Linked DNA regions of Drosophila melanogaster: region 1 is linked to region 2. Evidence: chromatin contacts called from public HiChIP or PLAC-seq data. All regions are on one chromosome and are shown on one strand. Each heading gives the region's core, a stretch centred on a gene start, on an enhancer-like site or on the middle of the called end of the contact. The rest is flanking DNA. Distances are from core to core; before and after follow the strand shown. Region 1 holds the start of sqd (squid). Region 2 holds the start of CG44142.

Region 1 (2,717 bases), core at 199-2,698, 330 kb after region 2:
CTCTATGCTTTAATCCATCAAAATTATTTATCATTTATAATTTACATTAATTGTTCGTTAAATTAATATTTTGGCGCCTTGGCAACTCCAAACAACGCCGGCTGTCGCTCTCTGAGAGTAAGAGCGCGCAAAAGAGGTGGCGAGCGAGCGAAGCCGGCAAGCAAGAGAATAAGTGAAAACTGCAAAACACGCACACACCTACAGAACAGCGGGCGTTAGGTTGGTATGTATGCCTGTATGCAGCCGCCATTTTGGGTACAAAACTGGAAGAGCACAAAATAACAACGAAATAGCCGAAACAAAGAGTAATGCGAATTAAAAAGAATACACTGACAAATACAAACATAACTTTTTCCAACGTTTTTTTTCGCCACATTTTTTGCAAGTGAAAGGCAACCGTATGATTTGTGTTCGTATGCGTCACAGTGTGTCTGTGGGGCAACGTGGGAAACAAACATAACCTCACAAAGGGGAGAAAATGTGCTCCTAGCTTAAGAAAACTCTGGTTTTCATTGCGGAAAGTGCGTGTGTGTGCAGGGGAAAACGTTGAAAATTTTCCATGTCTCCCGAGACTGTGATGATGCATTTTGGCCCGAAGATTCTATTAATATGACTGAAGTACAGTCGCACCGACACCTCACACACACACACTTAAACACACTCCGACGCACGAGCGCAAGCGAGAGAGAACACAAAAGGGGTCAGACTTCCCCCGCAGAACCCCGTAAAATCCAATGAAACTCGACCAACGACGTTAGCTTTGCATTTACGTAACAGAGTAGGCAATATACACTATGTAGAAGCAGAAAATCTATGGGGGGCACATGATCATCGGTTGCCCGTTGCAAAAATAAAAAAGAACAAAAAAAAAACGTATCCGCCGGATAATGGACATACCTGTCGTCGTCCCGCTGGCCGGATGCGGCCGATTGGTTGTCCGAACTGCCGTTGGTCGAGCCGGCGGCGCCCGCATCACCATTTTCAGATCCCGGACCGTCGGCAGTCACGTCCTTGGTGAAATCCTCGCCGTTTATTTCTGTATCCACTTGCTTGTTCTCGGCCATTTTGTGTGTTTTCGACTGATCTACTAATTTCGGGGGCTAGGCAGCACGATATTCGTTTTTTACGCAGAGCCGGAGATTTTTATACACACTCGCCAAAAAGTCGCGCGTACGAATGAAATGACGACCGGAAAATGATAAATGCAAACGACAGCGTGTGTATATGGGTGCGGCGTTGCCACCTTGATGTTTTCCCAGTCAAGTCGATTTGGTATTATTTTGGTAAATATTTGTATTGTATTTGCTTGCTCTACCTGGAGATTGTTAGCTATACATTTGCCAAGGATTAAATTGGGATTTTCTGTACGATACCACCCCAAATAAGCCTATATAAGGAGCTAAATGGGCGCGTGACTTGTCTGCTTGCAGTATGGCAGCTTTGATTTATACAATGTACACACACCTATGAAGAGAAAATGAAAAGAATACCAAAAATTTTATACAAATATTTTAAAGCCCAGTTTACACAATGGACAAGTTACTTGGTTTATAAATTCATTTTAGTTGTATTAAAGGTTTAAATATTTAAATAAATATTAAGTATTTCATAAACATTTATAATTTTATAAATATAAAAAATACAATGTTCATTATTTACTATGTGTTGGGAACGAAAACAACATTTACATACAAAGAATTGTTTAAAATCGAATTTTCATATTAACTTCTTATAGGCTGAAACATCAACAATATTTTAAATCATTTAATTGGTTTATATTAAATATTTTTATTTTTTGCAAAAATTTATACAATTTTCATATTCGGATTTCCCAACAGGTTATAATATAACGTTATTATGGTTTTTATTTATTTGCTATATAAAATGTTTCCTTTAAAGAAAGGTGTTTCATGAGCTTACTCAAAAAATCGGAAATGGCTAAAATGAAAATAAGTTTTATAAAACTATTTAAAAGAAACTTAGCGCCCCTAAAATGAGCTTAATTGAGCTCAAATATGAAAATATCAAATTCATCAAAATATTCTATGGAACATACTAGATTAACCACCCCAAAAAAAGAAGTGTGTGCACACCCTTGGAAAAGCCGCCATCATTCACACACCAACACACGCGAAACCAAGAATAAAACTGTGCAGAGGCAAAAAAGAGGAAAAGAGGAACGAACGTCGGTTCTCTTCTCGATTCAACACACTTGTCCAATTTCATTGCGTTTGCGATTATTTTCTACTCAAAAGCCACAACATATGCATCGTAACTTAATTCAACAACAACTGTGATCGCCAAACATCAGAAAGCAACAAAAAATACACGTCAAGAATTGCCAAGTTAGTTATTCTCAAAAAAAAAGACAAAAAGAATTGCAACAAACTAGACTAGTGTGTGTGTGTGAGCGAGTGAGTGCATTGGTGTGTGTGGCTGTGTGTTTTGTGTGCAGCTTGCAATTTTATACTGCATTTCATACGTTTCGACTATCGTTTTGTAAATTAAAAAAACCGCATAATTTCAGCGCTCCACTAAGAAATCCAACTCTCCCCGCCCCCCGCAGGAAGATAACAAAGAAAAGTGCTACAAAAAGTGCCGATTTTTCGGCAAACTTCAACCCAAAAGCAATACACACTGTGCATTACAAAAAGGAAAAATAAAAACGAGGAAAAATATCGCTTAAAAAAGGTGAGCCGGCGACGGCCTCGTGTGCG
Region 2 (2,819 bases), core at 92-2,591:
CCATCGTAGAAAAGGTCACGTTTACCGTGGCAGCCGATCATCTGGAAAAGTAATGCACTTTAGACACTGACGTTCTTACACTTATATAATTCATTATATTTTACAGTCGCCTCCGTATTAAGGTGCTGAGCTCAGCCTGCAGCTTGGGACATGAGAGCTCCTTGCAACAGGCGGTCACGCTCTTCAACCAGTGGCTAGCCAGCCCCGAGACCCGGCCCAATCCGGATATCCGAGACGTTGTCTACTACTATGGTCTGCAACAGGTGAACACAGAGGCTGCCTGGGATCAAGTTTGGAAGCTGTATCTGGACGAGAGTGATGCCCAGGAAAAGCTGAAGTTGATGAACTGCCTAACCGCCGTGCAGGTGCCATGGCTGTTGCAGCGTTACATCAACTGGGCCTGGGATGAGAGCAATGTCCGCCGCCAGGACTACTTCACCCTGCTTGGATATATATCCACCAATCCGGTGGGTCAGAGTCTTGTGTGGGATTACGTGCGTGAAAACTGGGAGAAGTTGGTGGATCGTTTCGGCATCAATGAACGCACCTTGGGTCGTCTGATCCCCACGATCACTGCCCGCTTCTCAACAGAAACCAAGCTGGAAGAGATGCAGCAGTTCTTTGCCAAATATCCCGAGGCTGGAGCCGGAACTGCGGCCCGTCAACAGGCGTTGGAAGCGGTGAAGGCAAACATCAAATGGCTAGCGGCCAACAAGGCCCAGGTGGGCGAATGGTTGGCCAATTACGTTCAACAGTCCAGCGTCACCAACCGCATTCAGTGAGCCCTAAACTCGGCCATTTGCACCTTGTAAAATATCAGTAATGTAAAAACTACCAATGGAAGTGACTATAGTCTTAGCTAATTAGTGAAGCAAAAGCATTTCAAATGTAAACGAAGAATTGTGATTGCTTATGATATTTTTGAAGAAAATACAAGTGAAAAAATAATTTCTTGAATACTTTTTCCTAATCAATTAAAGCTAATCCCTTTAAAATACTGATCATTTTCACCGAAAGAAATGGTATAATTTGATGCAACTAAAATATTTTTAATTTTGTTAAATTTTGATTACTTTCCACCATCACTTCCACTAGAACTTCCACCATCACTTCCACTAGAACTTCCACCAGAACTTCCACTGGAACTTCCACTAGAACTACCACTAGCACTTTTCTTGGTGGTCGCCGTTGTAATCCATGGGCATATTGGTGACCGCAACATGCAGGCGATAATAATGAAAGTTCCCTCAGTTGCCGGAGTGCTGAACAGCATGAGTAGAGAAACCGCCAAGATGGCCATCAGGAAAGTGAAAGGCTGCATAGTGATGCTCGATTCAGAACTAAATTTTCATCCGATCGATTCCCCATTTATACGAAGTCCGAGTCTGGGGAGCAATTGTTTTAAACAGACCCAGCAAATTTGCTAATTGTTTATAAACACATGCCACAAGATAATATGAAAGTAATACTTATTATAACAAAACGTGCTAGCCATGTGGCTAAACGAGTTTTTCGCATCATTCCTTGAGTACAAGGGAGTAAAGCAAATGCACCCGGAATGGAATATAGACAATCAGACAATCATTCGGGAACTGCTCCTGATGGTGACCATTGACCTTAGCCTCCCATCCGATTGTCAGGTCCATTTAGAGTCCTGCCAAGATCACGGAGTTCTTCGATACCATCACCAAGGGCGCAGCCTTAGTACGTATGCTGAAGAATCTGGTTTGGTGCGTCATATCTACCGTACTGAGGATTACCTCGCCGCAGTCGAGAAGAAATAGGGCCTGGACGGATCATGCAGACCTGGACGAAGCATATGGCTCAGCGACAATACTACTTTAACAAAACTTCTTTAAACAGCTACCGTTGGTCGATTCCCATTATCTATACGAGAAGCATCAACAATGAAGTCCAATCATTAATATTCAACAATGAAAATGAGACCACCATAACGCTTTCGGAAGAGACCAGCTGGGTAAGGATTGACACAAATCAATTGGGCAACTAACGGGTGAACTATGCCAGGGAGCAGTGGTCGGAACATATTTCCCGGAAAACCTTCAGCACCGCCGATCGCGCTCTTCTGCTAAACGATTCCAAAAACTTGTCCGCAGCCGTACAGCTCCAGCCGGAACTACTTGTTATTAAAAAGTTTTGGAAGCGGGGATCGCAAACATCAAAAATCAAATTGTCAACAAGGATCAAGTGGTCAATGATTTCCCCACAAGAATTCTGATTGCTTATGATATTTTTGAAAAAAAATACAATTGAAAAAGAATTTCTGTAATATTTTTTAAGAAGGGATAGGTTTTTTTTTTTTTTTTTTTTTATTATTTATTGAATCTTCCCTTTGTGTTAAGAGACTAACAATAAGTGTTCAAATCTTAATCTAACTTAATTAACTTTCACTTAGTGATAGTTTTTTTTTTCATTAATGCCCTAATAAGTTTATTTCTGGGCTGGGAGGTCGTTGCGGTGCAGCCGGCTTTGACTGCATACTCGGATTAGTTTTCTTGCGAGGGGATTTGTATGGGTGGTCAGCTTTTCGTTATACTTCGTTTTTTTCTCAGCTATTACTTCGATTACTAATTTGATTTTTAGGTCTCTGTGTATGTTTTCGTTCCGAAGGTACCACGGCGCTCCAGTGATAATTCTCAGAATTCTTGACTGTGCTCGCTGAATAATGTCTATGTTACTTCTGGATGCGTTGCCCCACAGCTCGGAGCCATAAGTCCAGATAGGTTTTAAGACGGAGTTGTATAGAAGAGCTTTGAACTCCAGACTAAGTGGAGAGCGAGCATTTATGAGCCAGTGGA

Evidence for each region. HiChIP or PLAC-seq counts read pairs in DNA pulled down with a chosen protein or histone mark.
Region 1: a contact with region 2 is called in an H3K27ac HiChIP or PLAC-seq map of the Kc167 cell line, with 2.6 times the contacts expected there. The contact joins the promoter of sqd here to the promoter of CG44142 in region 2. A contact is called at or near these places in 2 of 107 Hi-C or Micro-C datasets (larval brain and wing imaginal disc) and 1 of 6 datasets of contacts at active chromatin or transcription factors (the Kc167 cell line).

What each region holds. Positions count from the first base shown.
Region 1 is chr3R:13,644,856-13,647,572 of dm6, forward strand. It overlaps sqd (squid), which reads right to left and starts at 1,449. Exons shown (of 7, transcript NM_001260159.2): 1 at 898-1,449. The coding sequence starts at 1,064. rin (rasputin) reads left to right here and starts at 2,149. Exons shown (of 4, transcript NM_169533.2): 1 at 2,149-2,345.
Region 2 is chr3R:13,311,847-13,314,665 of dm6, forward strand. It overlaps CG44142, which reads right to left and starts at 1,342. Exons shown (of 1, transcript NM_001275603.2): 1 at 1,009-1,342. The coding sequence starts at 1,321. The coding sequence ends at 1,070. It overlaps CG32473, which reads left to right. Exons shown (of 7, transcript NM_169503.3): 6 at 1-49; 7 at 107-939. The coding sequence ends at 782. It also overlaps the pseudogene CR46407.